2 separate regions of the Muntiacus reevesi genome follow, and region 1 is linked to region 2. A link is a contact called in public Hi-C data. All regions are on one chromosome and are shown on one strand. Each heading gives the region's core, a stretch centred on a gene start, on an enhancer-like site or on the middle of the called end of the contact. The rest is flanking DNA. Distances are from core to core; before and after follow the strand shown. Region 1 holds the start of METTL5 (methyltransferase 5, N6-adenosine). Region 2 holds the start of PPIG (peptidylprolyl isomerase G).

Evidence for each region. A called contact is a pair of places that touch in the nucleus more often than the background predicts.
Region 1: a Hi-C map of blood shows a contact between it and region 2, with 3 times the contacts expected there. The contact joins the promoter of METTL5 here to the promoter of PPIG in region 2. A contact is called at or near these places in 2 of 3 Hi-C or Micro-C datasets (blood and muscle).

Annotation. Positions count from the first base shown.
Region 1 is chr3:243,701,532-243,708,948 of mMunRee1.1, forward strand. It overlaps METTL5 (methyltransferase 5, N6-adenosine), which reads right to left and starts at 2,234. Exons shown (of 6, transcript XM_065931729.1): 1 at 1,826-2,234; 2 at 162-276. The coding sequence starts at 1,934.
Region 2 is chr3:243,552,278-243,560,145 of mMunRee1.1, forward strand. It overlaps PPIG (peptidylprolyl isomerase G), which reads left to right and starts at 4,476. Exons shown (of 15, transcript XM_065931715.1): 1 at 4,476-4,614. It overlaps FASTKD1 (FAST kinase domains 1), which reads right to left and starts at 639. Exons shown (of 15, transcript XM_065931705.1): 1 at 552-639.

The DNA.
Region 1 (7,417 bases), core at 984-3,483, 150 kb after region 2:
AAAGTTTGTTTTGATGTTCTGCCCATTCAAAATGTACTCAGTATTGGATTCTTGTTCCTCTCATCATGTACTGTAGAGTCTCATAAATATAATTCAGTTGATTTTATTTACTCTTATTAAAACTACCCCATACTAAAATAGAAATATAGTGGATCACATACCCTGCTCCTAGCATTGCAGTTCCAATGCTAAGCACTCCACAGCCACATCCTAGATCTGCAACCATTTTATTTTCAATGTCATCATATGTATTATGGATTGTATAGAGCATACATGCTGAAAGATCAAAAAATATATTAAGGAGTAAGTAGGCAAGTGGATGACCAAAAATCCAATTTGTGCAAATGACCCTTTATAAAACAATTTCTCCTCTTGCATTATTAAGTTCTCCCCCAAATTCATGTTCCAGGTTTAAAAATAATAACATATAATTAAATTTTCTTTACACAAATCCTCAACTGGAGAAGAAAGTTCAAGTCATCATAATATTCTGTGTTATTAAGCTAGAATAGGAAAGGAAAAGACCTACATCCACAATATAGCCTTTAGACACAAATATTCACACACATATGATCTACAGAAACAATATCTACTAATGAAACTTGGTAAGAGAACTATTGAGGAGCAGAACAGAGGCTGCTGAGATGGGAAAGGGATCTTTTAAATACACGAAGGTGGGGAATATATGGAGGTTAAGCATGAGTAATATCCACTGACACCTCCCTGCCTATCTCTGAATCTACCAAAGGTTGCTGGCCATCACTGATGCCCCAGGATCCAGAGGTTTTATCAAAACACACAATAACCGGGATGTTTCAGACTGACTGTGCTGTTGATTACTGCTGCAGTGTTAATGTCTTTAGAGATAGTATCTCAAAGAACTAGCACAACTATGTGTATGTTTACACAGTGGGTTTCAAACAACTGATTCTTATTTGGGGGGAAAAAACGATTTCACTACAGCCAGAAGACATTAAAGAAATCATTATCTACACTGGGAAAACTGGTCTTACCCCAGATACAATTTTGTGCAACTTTTGATTGGAATTATGACAAATATGTTGGAGTGAAGTGCGGGTACACGCTTTTCCCCCTGACTTTCTTTAGCAGCTTAGAAACAGAACTATGTTGAAGTTAAGGGGATTCCTCCCAGCTGGTGTTCCTGACAACTTAATCTTCCAAAGACTCTCTCAATGACTTTGGTAATATGTTTATTAATATAATGGTTTTTCCTGTGTTCTTTTACTTCCAGTACCAATCTTTATTAAGCAACATTACTGATTCTCAGATCATTTGTTAAAACTTAAATGCATCCTCATTTTTAATATTGCGCCTATTTTGAATTTGTTAAAACTCAAGTCTTTCTATTACCAACTTTAGTATTCATTTCTAGGGCAGAGTATAGCGCGCAGGAATTCTTGCCCTGGCAAATTCGTTGCACTAGGAAACTGATCCTAATTTAGCAAATATTTACTGAGCTCCTAAGTAGTATAAGGAACTCTAAATACTGGGAATTGTGTGAACAAAACCAGCACATTTTTGCCTTCAGGGAGTTAATTGTGAAATGAGATTAATAAACACATTAAAAAGATGTCTAACAGTATTAAGGGGTATGCAGAAAACCAAACAGTAAAACGACAGCGTGTCCTGTGTGTGGGATGTTTTCAGCTGCAGTGTTAAGGAAGTTCTCTCCCACGTACCGTGAAATCTTAGAGCGAAACTACTCTAGACATTCTTGTATCCAAATAATTGTCTTATTTTCGTTATAAGAAAGAGTAGACAGCCCTAACCCACAACACAAGGGCGTGATCAGCAGCCGCCCTACCTGCAATGTGCGGCCTGGTTGGATACTGTTCTAGAAGGAGCTTGGGCTTTTCGAATCCATCCACTTGTTGCAGGCGACTCTCTAGTTCCTTAAGCCTTAATTTCTTCATTTTTAAAAAAGTGTGCGCAGGGTTTAAAGGCGCTGGATCTGTAGAGAAACCTACTTCGCCTGCATCTCCCCACCAACCCCTATCCCCCGTATCTTTTTCAGCGGCGCTGGCTGAGGGCCAAGCTGAGGACACCCAGCCCAGGGGGTTCCCGCTCTCCTCCTAGCGCCAGCGGCGGGTGGAGGCCGAGGCCAGGCTTCAACCCGCCTACAAGGTATCCCGCACGGCTACACGACTGGAGTCGCCGCGGGATCCACACGTCACGTTCCCGCACATCCAGAAGCTGCTTCGCCTCTGCCCGGGCCGGAAGGGCCGCCACGCACGCGCACACGCGTCCGCCCCCCAGCGGCCCCGCGCCGACCTGCAACAGCGGCCTCGCGCACGGGTTCCGCCGACACCCGAGCGCCGCCGCCGCCGCCAACTTGGTGGAGGCCGCGCCACAGGGAGTGCCCACCCTTGTCGAAGCCTCAGGGCCGGCTCCCGCCGTCTCTCGAGTGGCCATTACCCTGTAGTTTTTCCTTGAGTACCATCAGGCCCTTAAAAGAAGAAGGGAGAAAGAGGATGAAGGTGATGGTGAATATCTCACTTTGTTTTAGCGCCCACGGTGGCCCTTTCTGCGTTCTGTGTCCCAAGTCCCCGTTCAGAAATTAGCAACCTCCACTCACCTTTTCTTTCTTTGCTAGTCTCTTGTCCTACTTTGTTTCCCTCTTTTTAGGTCAATTGTGTCACTTACTTCAGCTCTCACAGAGCGGTGATGTCAGAGAAGCCCAAACAAGAAAGGGCTTAGATTAAGGAATGGGAAGTGGTGTCAACTGCTGAAAGAAATTAGGCTTTCATGGGGTGGGAGCAGAAGCCAGTTTGTACGGGATTAGGGACTAAAGTTAAGGAAGTAGGAAGAATAAATAGAAACAGTTTTTACGAAAAGTGGCTGCAAGAAGAGTGAGAATGGTTGATGTTTAGTAAGGTTGCGGGAAGCTTTTTATTTTTAAATTGATGGGAATATTCGTGAACATATCTAAATTCAGACAGAGTAGGAGTAGTTGTAATCCACACAGTCAAAGGCTTTGGCATAGTCAATAAAGCAGAAATAGATGTTTTTCTGGAACTCTCTTGCTTTTTGGATGATCCAACGGATGTTGGCAATTTGATCTCTGGTTCCTCTGCCTTTTCTAAAACCAGCTTGAACATCCGGAAGTTCACGGTTCACATATTGCTGAAGCCAGGTTTGGAGAATTTTGAGCATTACTTTACTAGCGTGTGAGATGAGTCTAATTGTGCAGTAGCTTGAGCATTCTTTGGGAATCTCCTTTCTTTGGGATTGGAATGAAAACTGACCTTTTCCAGTCCTGTGGCCACTGCTGAGGTTTCCAAATTTGCTGGCATATTGAGTGCGGCACTTTCACAGCATCATCTTTCAAGATTTGAAATAGCTCAACTGGAACTCCATAAACTGTGGAAAATTCTGAAAGAGATGGGAATACCAGACCACCTGACCTGCCTCTTTAGAAACCTGTAGGCAGGTCAGGAAGCAACAGTTAGAACTGGACATGGAACAACAGACTGGTTCCAAATAGGAAAAGGAGTATGTCAAGGCTGTATATTGTAACCCTGCTTGTTTAACTTATATGCAGAATAAATCATGAGAAATGCTGGGCTGGAAGAAGCACAAGCTGAATCAAGATTGCCCGGAGAAATATCAATGACCTCAGATATGCAGATGACACCACCTTTATGGCAGAAAGTGAAGAGGAATTAAAAAGCCCCTTGATGAAAGTGAAAGAGAAGAGTGAAAAAGTTGGCTTAAAGCTCAACATTCAGAAAACTAAGATCATGGCATCTGGTCCCATCACTTCATGGGAAATAGATGGGGAAACAGTGGAAACAGTGTCAGACATTATTTTTGGGGGCTCCAAAATCACTGCAGATGGTGATTGCAGCCATGAAATTAAAAGATGCTTACTCCTTGGAAGGAAAGTTATGACCAAGCTAGATAGCATATTAAAAAGCAGAGACATTACTTTGCCAACAAAGGTCTGTTTAGTCAAGGCTATGGTTTTTCCAGTGATCAAGTATGGACATGAGAGTTGGCCTGTGAAGAAAGCTGAGCACCAAAAAATTGATGCTTTTGAACTGTGGTGTTGCAGAAGACTCTTGAGATTCCCTTGGACTGCAAGGAGATCCAACCAGTCCATCCTGAAGGAGATCAGTCCTGGGTGTTCATTAGAAGGACTGATGTTGAAGCTGAAACTCCAGTACTTTGGCCTCCTCATGCGGAGAGTTGACCCATTGGAAAAGACCCTGATGCTGAGAGGGATTGGGGGCAGGAGGAGAAGGGGACGACAGAGGATGAGATGGTTGGATGGCATCACCGACTCAATGGGCATGAGTTTGAGTAAACTCCAGGAGTTGGTGATGGACAGGGAGGCCTGGCGTGCTGCGATTCATGGGGTCGCAAAGAGTTGGACACGACTGAGTGACTGAACTAACTAACTGAACTGACTGAGGAGTAGTTGAAAGGCAGGGGTTCAAAATGCAAAAACAAGGATATTGGATGGAGTCACGATCCTGAGAGGGAAGGATACAGTAATTACGTGAAAAGTTTGCCCTTAGTTTGGGGAGTGAACCCTTCTTTTTATTATCAATGGAAGAGAAAAAAGGTTGTGGAGGCATGCAGATGAAGTAGAGAGGGCAGTGTCTGAGGTTGCTACTTAATATGAAAAATAGAATTCAAAGTTATCTGTTATGAGGATTAAATGAGTAAAGTTCTTAGCAGGTAAAGGTAGTGCATAAAGTTCCTGTCACATAACAAATGCCTAATAAATATTTGTTGATGGTGGTATCTTTTGAGAGAGAGTAGATAGAGTAAGCAATTTGAGCTAAATAGATTACCCAGACTAGCCAGATACCTAGAACAGTCGTGTCTGAATCTTTTACGACCCCATGGACTGTAGCCGGCCAGGTTCCTCTGTCCATGGGATTCTCCAGGCAAGAATACTGGAGTGGGTTGCCATTTCCTTCTCCAGGAGATCTCTGGACCCAGAGATTGAACCAGAGTCTCTTGTTTCCTGCATTGGCAGGTCGGTTTTTTACCTCTAGTGCCAGTTGAGGTACTTTTTGTGTTGTTCTATTTTTAAAAACTGAATTTAAAATTTTATTTTGAGATAATTGTAGATTCATATGTAATCATGAAAAACAGCACATGGAGATACTGTGTATCTTTTACCCAGTTGCCCCTTACAGTAACAGTTTGCACAACTGGAGTACAGTATCACACCCAGGATTGACAGATAGAGTCAAGACAGCATTTCCATGATCTCCAAGGTCCTTCACACGTGTTACTCGTTTTTAGCCATACCTACTTCATTCCAGTCCTCACTAGTTTTTAACCCCTAGCAACTACTAATCTGTTTTCCATTTCTAGAATCTTGTCATTTCAAGAATTTTATGTAAATGGAAGTATAGGTATACAAACTTTTGAGAATGGCTTTTTTAAATTTAACATAATTTTCTGGAGATCTTTCTAAGTTGTTGTGTGTATCAGTAGCTTGTACCTTTTTGCTGCTATGGTATGGATATACCAAATGTTCGTTCACTGGAGAACATCTAGGTTGCTTTAAGTTTTCATTTATTGCAAGTAAAATTGTGGAAACTTGTATACAGAATCTCATGAACAGAGGAGCCTGGTCGCGTTGCAAAGAGTTGGATGTGACTGAAGAGACCGAACGCACACACATCATGTTTAGTTAGAGGCTTTAACCCCCTTCCCTATGACTGTCCATTTGCTTCTGCACCATTTGTTTAAAAGGCTGTAATTTCTCCAATGTTATTTTTGCACCTTTGTGAAAATTCAATGTGTTTGTGTGGGTCAATTTCTGGATTTTCTAATCTGTTCCATTGTTTTATGTGTCCATACATCCTCTAGTACCATGTAGTCCTGATTACTGAAGCTGTACAGTGCATCTTGAAATTGGGTAGGCCGGTTCCTCCCACTTTATTCTTTTTATAAGTTATTTTAGCTATTCCAATTCCTTTGCCATTTCATATAGATTTTAGAGTAATATTGTCTATATTACAGAAAATGTTGGCTATTAAGCATAATATTAGCTATGTATATTCTTTTCCCCATAGATTGTTATGTAATATTGAGTATAATTCCCTGTGCTCCACAGTAGGCCCTTGTTGGTTATTTATTTCGTAAATAGTAGTGTGTATATATATATGTTAATCTCAACCTCCTAGTTTATCCTTCCCCCTGCCCCCCTTCCCGCTTTGGTAACTGTAAGTTTGTTTTCTGTGTCTGGGGGTGTCTTTCTGTTTTGGAAATAAGTTCATTTGTTGTTATGTATAGTTTGCCACAATTTTTTTTTTTTTCAAGTTGCTAGTTTAGCTTACGACATTGCACATATGCTCTTTCCTGGAGACTACAAATATTTCAGTATACAATAAAAATACTTTATGTGAAATCACTGAGTCATTGAGAATTTTAAGGTGTATGCTCATGGATCAAAATGTAATAAAATTAATGCTTTTTGCTGCTTTATTGATGCCATTTTAGAGGGAATTGAGGCTATGGTTTTTCCAGTAGTCATGTATGGATGTGAGAGTTGGGCTATAAAGAATGCTGAGTGCTGAAGAATTGTTGCTTTTAAATTGTAGTGTTGGAGAAGACTCTTGAGAGTCCCTTGGACTGCAAGGAGATCCAACCAGTCCATCCTAAAGGAGATCAGTCCTGGGTGTTCATTGGAAGGACTGATGTTGAAGCTGAAACTCCAATACTTAGGCCACCTGGTAGGGATTAACATATATATACTACTATGTATGAAATAGATAACCAACAAGGACCTACTGTAGAGCTCAGGAAATTATACTCAATATTATATAACAATCTGTAGGTGATGCGAAGAGCTGACTCATTTGAAAAGACCCTGATGCTGGGAGAGATTGAGGGTGGGAGGAGAAGGGAACGACAGAGGATGAGATGGTTGGATGGCATCACCGACTCAATGGACATGGGTTTGGGTAGGCTCCGGGAGTTGATGATGGACAGGGAGGCCTGGCGTGCTGCGGTTCATGGGGTCACAAAGAGTTGAACACAACTGGATAACTGAACTGGAACTCGAGGCTATTTTAGAGGGAAGCTGACTTGTTTTTCTGCAAGTATTTAAGAGAGACAAATACATGTGAACTAGATAGTTCAGTGCTATTTCCTTGATTTATATTAAGTTACAAACAGTTTTATTCATTGTTAGCTTTTGCAACATCAGTGCATATGTCAGTGCAGTTGTTGGAGGGTAAATCATGAGATTCAGGAAAGTTACTCAATACTCTTGAGTGTTTTACATGAAATGTGTTTACTGCCTAACATTCACATTGAAGATCCTGTTTGATGATTATATGGCCGAAATACAAGGAAAACAGCAAGTCTCGCCACTTGTAGATTTCATCTCCCCTCTTTTAAGCCAGAGTCATTCTTAAATGTAAATCTT
Region 2 (7,868 bases), core at 3,226-5,725:
CCCCGCACAAAGCAAAGGTATCTTCAAGAATCTCCTGCCTGTCTACAGCTGAAAGACGAAGCAGCTCACGGCTTAGAATACCAGCGTCAAGTCTAACCGACCCAGCTAACCGACCTTGGGAAACTCACTCTACCAAAGGAGGGATCTCGGGACTATAGAGGCAGGTACCCGCCGCGAACAGGTATAGTGCAGGGTATATAGCGCAGCAGCACCCTTTGAAAACGGCAGGCATCCTCGGCGCTTGGCACACAGTGGCGCTGAACGAATGTGGTCTCCGGGTCCCGCAGGGAGAGAGCTCAGCCCTGCCCTAGTCCTCTGCGCTCCGGGAAATACAACACCTGGAAGGAAGCCTCCAAACTCTGTACCCCGGAACCGAAACGTGCTGGGTACAAGAAGAAAACCTATCGCCGTCACCCGATCCTGATTTGCGGGCACATTCTTTCCTCAACGCCAGAGAACTTTTCTGGAGGATCGCGGGGAAGGCTCAGAACTCACTGCTATTCCTGGTCCCCTAGCATGGCACGCAACAGGGCTTGGTTAATGTCACTCACGCCTCCCTTCTATCCCAGACGTTTCTTCTGGTGGTGTCCTTTCCAAAACCCGGAAAAAAAGGCCGAGGGAGCCCAGCGTGTACGGCCAATAGCATGCACTACATGCCCCAGGGGACCTCGCGTCGAGGGTCGTGGAATAGACGTGGCAAACGCATTTTAGGGGAATTCTGGGTATTGTAGTTCCTCTTTGAGAGAGACTTGGGTAGCACGTCGTAAACCATTGTAATTATAGGTCCTTGTTGTTTAGTCACTAAGTGGTGTGGGACTCTTTTGTGACTGCATGGACTATAGTCCACCAGGCTCCTATGTCCATGAGATGGATTTCCCAGGCAAAAATACTGGACTGGGATGCCATTTCTTCAGGGGCTCTTTCTGACCGAGAGATGAAACCTGCGTGTCCTGCATTGGCAGGTGGATTCTTTACCACTGAGCCACCAGGGAAGTCTTTAGGGTACTTGTTTCTCAACCATAAGAGGTTTTCTGCCAGTCCATGAAACACTGATATTTTTATAACATACAATATAAATGAATATTTAGAAAAGTGAAATATGAAAACTTAAATGTGGAAAAGACGTGCAGATTTTTATTTCTTATTATATTCAACATGTATGGAATAGCTATGGAATGACTTTGAAAGCGTCAAAACTTCTCTCCATTTCTGCACTGTGTCATGGCAGACAGGTACCAGTTCTAGACCACAAATGTTTTTAACAGCTTTATTGAGAAATTATTTACACACCATACAATTCACCCATTCACAGTGTAAAATTCAGTGACTTTTTGTAATTCAGAGTTGTGGAACATCACCACAGTCAATGTTTGGCCTTGTATTATCTTGAAGAAGTTTAACAGGGATTTTGCTCTAGATTGGCTACTATGAGGAATTTACCGGGCATCTTAATAAATTTTATCTAGAAGGCACAAAGAATGAAGCTAAGTTAAAGTTGGGATTGGTAAAGAAGCAGCTGTCACTCCTACTAGCCACAACAGATAGATGTTTGGTCATTTTTTGTGGTTTGGACACTACTGTGTTTTGTCTAAGTTCATGTATGATTACGGTATGGTCTTGTCTTGGTCTTGATACATCAGTCAGAAAGTGGCCTTGTTTCATGTTGGTATTCTGTGCAATTGTTATGTTCAGCAGAAATACCAAGGCTAAGCTATGAGTGCCAGACCAGCTCCCAGCAACAACAGGCCTAAATGATAGTGACAGTATTCTTTATGGCCCAATTCTCACATCCATACGTGACTACTGGAAAAACCATAGCTTTGATTATATGAACCTTTGTTGACAAAGTGATGTCTCTGCTTTTTAATACACTGTCTAGGTTTGTCATAGCTTTTCTTCCAAGGAGCAAGCATCTTTTAATTTTGTGGCTGCAGTCACCGTCTGCAGTGATTTTCATCTGCAATGATTTTGGAGCCCAAGAAAATAAAATCTGTCACTGTTTCCACTTCTCTACTTGTCATGAAGTGATGGTATGGGATGCCAGGATCTTAGTTTTTGTAATGTTTTCCTGATGGCTGAAACTCAAGGCAACACATTCTAACCTAATCATGCAATGTCGAGGCCCTGGAGTAGGTTGGAATTACATGTAAGGAACGTAATGTCCTGACTGACTATGCGGAGGGGAGTTGCCCTTTGATCTGGCCCACTCACCAGACCTGTTATTTAAGACAGAAATAAGTCCTTTGTTCCTTAAGCCACCATATTGTTGGAGGTAATACTTCCTTTTACTTGCAAGAGCTTCCTTCTTGGAACAATAAACCATGTCAAATTTATTTGGGAAAGTTTTGGATTTCAAAGGCCATTGAACTTTCAACATGTTTAGGACCCAGCAAAGCACACCAGTTTTTCATTCGTTTAAGTAAGGACATCTGGATAAAGAAAGCAACTACCACAGTCTAAGAAAAGATGTGGCTTTTGGGATTTTAGTTCCCTGATCAGGAATTGAACCCAGGGTCCCAGTAGTGACAGCGCTAGAGTCCTAACCACTGGGTCAGCAGGGAATTTCCCCTAAAAACAACTCTTCTTAAGAAAAGAATAGTGAAAACTTTGTCATAGTTCACCACCAGCCACCAGTCTTTGAATTGACATTTGTAAAGATGCTTCAAGACTTCTTTCAGGAATCCTCTAAAATGTGACCATTTATAAAGTATACTATATCTAAGTAATTATTAATACTTTACTATTAAATAATTCTTTAGTCACTTCATATAAAAGTCTATCTCTCTAAGAAAAAAGTATATCCTGGAACAAATTAGTAATACTACCTTTGCACACCTCAAAATATTAACTACGGTATAATCTGTACTATATCCTCAAAGATTGTCTCTAACTGAATGTATGAGAAAGAGGGAAACTACACCAATGTCATAGCAATGTTACACATTACCTCTACAAGTAGAAATCTAAGAAATGAATTTGTATATCACAGCTAAATAAAAGTATATTCTAAGGAATCTGAATTAACAAAAGTCAAACCAATGCTTTAAAAAATCTATCTCAATATACTGCCCACTATAAATTAGAATTTTAAAGAATTGCCCTCCTCACTGCAAAGTGTGAACTCACATAACCTCTAAATTGTTTGAAGATGAGTATGACGCTACTTTCCTGCAATGAAAGCAATGGCTTAAAGTGGCCAAGATTGTCCTCTCAGTTTTACAGCTAATAAAACCAGTGAAGACCCTTAAGTGTACCTACCACATGCTCAGCTGTTGTTGATAATTACTAATTTACCAAAGAAAAAGGAGTGAAAATTTTTAATGATTGTAACTTTCTTTTCATACAATAATAAAATCTAAGTCCTCTGTTTCTTTTTGTTTGTTTTTACAGAAAAACAGATTTATTGTAAGGAATTGGCTTACAATTGTGGGGGTTGGAAAGTCTGAAATCTGTAGGGTGGGTGAGAAGGCTATAAGTGCACATAAGAGTTGATATTGCAGTCATGAGTTTGAAATCAACACAGCAGGCCAAGCATGTTGGAAACCCACGCAAAGTTTCTACAATGTCATCTTGAGGCATAATGCTTTTCTTCCTTAGGAAATCTCAGCCTCTGCTCTCAAGGCCTTAAGCTGATTGGATGAGTCCCACCCTGCTTTACTTTAAGTCTTGGAATTGTAAATGTTTATCACATCTAAAATATACCTTGGGAACCACATCTAGACTATTCTTTGACCAAATAACTGGGCACCATATCCTAGCCAAGTTGACACATAACACTAACCACCACAAGGGAGCTGTTTTCTTTAAAACACATGGCTATCTTCACAATGACTGCCCTCAACTCCCCTGAATATCAGGGGGAATTATTATAATTCTAACAATCTAGGAACTCTTAACCTCTTGAAACAATTAAATAGCAACATATGTCCTAAATAGTATTCTCCCCAGAAAGCACTGGATTTGGAGTCAAAGCCTTACTTTGGTATTTGGGAACAATGTATTTGGGAAGGCACTTATCTTCCTTGAGCCTCAATTTCTTTATCTGTGAAACAAGGATAATAACATATCATGGGGTTGCTATGAGAAAAATTTTAAAAGACAACAAAGGGCGTCAATGTCCTCTATAATTTCCTCCTTTCCTCAAATAGCACTTTGTTCATTTTTTTTTTTTTTAATGTGTGTCACAGCATTAACTAGAACCTGTCCTGGGAAGCTCTTTGAAAGTAGGGTCTCCTTCCCAATACCCTGGCAGAGGCTCAATCAATGTTTATTAAGTGAAGCCTTCATTTGACGAACGACTGGGCATTCTAACGGTTACAAACGCTGTCAATCGACTTACACAAAAACCATTAAGCTACCTATGGGCCAGGCATTTAACTCGCTCCAAAAATCCTAGAACTCCAGGGAGGGTGAGGTAACGCAAGCAAGGGATCACCAAAAGACGCGGGCCACCGAGAAGTGACGTATTTCCGGCGCGACGTTTCCCCTCCACGCCGGGACTGGGTTGTGGGGGGAGGGAGGCGGTTAGTGGTCTTTAGCGCCTTTTCTGGCGGCGGTAGATTTGAAGCGCTTTAAAGGACCGGACCCCGGGAAGAGGAGACTGGACTGGTGCAAGTAGGTGACGCAGGGCCTGTGTTGTTTCGGTACTGTCCTTTGCAGCAGTGTCGGGGTGCGAGAGCGGGAAGGGCCCTAGAAGAGGGGCGGAGCCGGCGCGATAGGCCCAGACCGATTTAACCGTCTTGCTCTCAAGATATTGGGGCTGCCCGACCCCAGAGGGGTCCCCGAGGATCGTGGCGCTAGCTTTGCAGCAGGTGCTGCTGGAGAGGGCTTCCAGCTGTGCCTTCCGGACCTGGAAGATGGCCCTCCCCCTGCCAGCCCCCGCCCTCCCTTCTCGGGCGCACACCTCCCTCCCTGACGCATTTTGCCGCACAAGCTGTAATATGGCGGCAGCGACGGTGGCCTGAACTCTAGGGAACCGGGGTGATTTTGATGCTTCAAAATCGTAAGACCGAGCACGAATGCGGGGTAGGTGGGAGGATAGGTGGGGCAACGGGACGCGTTACCTGCCATCCTGTCAGATTAGGGGTGGAGAGTGGCAGGCGGGGAGCCTGGATCTCAGGTTAAGATTAGAACGAAGAGAGGCTTTCCCCCTGCTCCGACCTTTTTCTCTCGTAGCGACTATCTTGCGTAGTGTAGTGGCACAGGCCACTTAGTTCTCCCCAAACTCCAATCCAGGCTCTTCCCTTCTATCCCAGAACTGACTCCCAAGTTCTCCCACGTTTCCGAAGAACTGTGAGCAGCGCAGGCCTTTTAGGAGGAATTACTCTTGGAAGAAGGTGATGGCTTCGGAATTCCAAATGCTTTGGGGGAAGTGTGCGAATTTGGCTCGTCTTTAGTCTTTTAAGGTGCTGAATCGAGGTCTGCAGGAATGGGAAACTCTTAGTCGTTTTGAAAATGTTATAAAAGCACCATTTTGTGCATTGATTTTCATTTCTAATCACAATGATACTTTATGCAGGACCAAGTGTTTGCAGTAGTGGTCAGAAATGCGTCCAAGGAACAATTAAATGTGGAAATTAGGGGGTATGCTTAAATTTCAGTAGTCAAAACCAGATAGAAAAAGTGAGTCTGTGGATTACCGTTTGGCAAAGAATGGCCGGCTTGTACCGATGATGGAGAGGGGGTGTGTAAAATCAGTTTTGAAGTCGCGGTAAAAAATCCAGAAAAAGAATGGCTGTTTCTCTAATTCATGTTTTTTATTTATGTGAAAATTTACCCGTTTTATCCCCCCTCCTTTTTTTTTTTTTTTTTAGTTTAATCATTTAAGATGGGATCTTCTCTATAAGAAATTACATACATCTGTTTTAAACAGAGCTCCCTTTACCTTAACGTTTTCTTTATGGTTCAAGAGTATTGGTGTCCTGAGATCCTAATGGCGTCTTGTCTTGTAGTAGGATTCTGTGCCTTTTTAAAAATTTTGTTTACTTTTTAAGGTTTTTGCTTTTGCGAACTTTTGTCAGGGTTGCCTTCCCCTGTTGTCAGGAGTGTATAAGTAAGCAAACTTACAAGGTTAGAAATTTTGAGTTCTTTTCTGATCCAGCCATCTTTCTGAACCTCACTATTTTTTTCATCTATAAAATTATATTCTAATTTCAGGCTATTATCAAGCCGTGGGCTTCAAAAGTAAATATTCAACTTTGTTAAAATTCTGTGTAAAATTAGCTTTGAGTAAGAGCTCAGTGGTTCCCCTATGAGGGAAAAGCATACGTTACATTTATTGTGACTTATTAAAGGCCTTTCATTTTTGGTGCTTGATACTGTGGTCTTGCAGTATCTGTGTTCTTTAGGTAAAGACTTTATTCTTTTGATATTTTGCATATTTTAAGTTCGATTTCCTGTCAGGCAGCATCCATTCTCCCATACATCGGGAAATTGGTAATAGTTCATAGTAGGATGAACTAGTTCTACTAGCTGTCAGGGCACCATCTACAATTCTTCAAGTGTTGCTCTTTTAAGAAATATATGTTGATGTTTTCCCTCATTGTTTTATTTATAGGATATTTCAACAGGATTAGAATGTATTATTTATTCTCTGTATCCTCATGTACTAAGGTGTCTTACTTGTTATATGTAGTTCGAATCCACAGATAATTAATTCAAGTTATTTGAAGAGTTTATTGCAAATCTCCCTGCTACACAGTTTTTTTTCTTCTTTTTTGTCTTTAATATTAGTACCAGTTTTTAGTTTTCATTTAAGTGTCAGTGGTTTTGACCTGGTTTAATGAATATATGGTCTCCATAAGAACTCCGTATATTTTTATTTCTTTAAGGCAAATCTTGCATCTTGAAATATACTACAGGCAGTGTTATAAATTCTCTGTATGCTGTAACTGAGACTTTGTACTTTTAGTACCAGACAGGAAATGTTTTACACTTCGTTTTTAGTTTGAGTAGTGGCTTAAAATGATTACTAACTTTTTCTTGGAATTTAGTTATGTCATACTTATGGGTATCAATTTTTGATATTAAAATGGTTTTTTTAAAATCATGAATGATTCCTTAACGTACTGATTTTTAAATTGCATGAAACCTGATTGTATATGTTAATAAGCTACTGTTAATTGTGCATAAACTTTAGCTTAAAGTTTATTCATAATTAAATCTTTGCATCGTGGTCACTTGGTAAAAAGTAAAATTATGTAACCATTATCTGAAATATTTAGGAATAAGCTACTTTCTTTATTTTAATTGGAGGATAATTACAATATTGTGATGGATTTTGTTTTATGTCAATATGAATCAGGCACAGGTTATAAGCTACTTTCCACAGTGAAGATATAATCTTAACCAGAAAACTCTTACTTTTTTTTCCTCCACTTGTGACTTTGAGCCAGTCACTTCAACTCTCTAGTCTTCTTGTTCCCAAGTCTATACAATTAGAAGATTGGACCAGATTACCTATTTCCTTCAAACTTCAAAAGTCTGTAATTTTTTATTTAGGAGTTACTGGATTAAATAACACATTACTAGGATGGTTTGTTTCTATCTCTTGAGACAGTGGGATAAGTTTATTGTTATAAGAGCTTAGATAATTGCAGGTCCAATATTAAGAATATTAGCAGAGATTTCCCAGTTGGTATATGCTTTTTAGTTTGGCACTAGCATAGTTGTACTAGATTTTTATGTCTCTCAGATTGTACATGCAGTAAGTTATTTAACACCAAACTTGGCATCATACCAGCTTTTCTCTTTTTAAGTTTTCTGAAGGATTTAGGAATTTAGTAAGTGCTTGAAAGTGAAGTGAGTTAGTTGCTCAGTTGTGCCTGAGTGTTCATGACCCAGGGAGTGCAGCCCACCAGTCTCCTCTG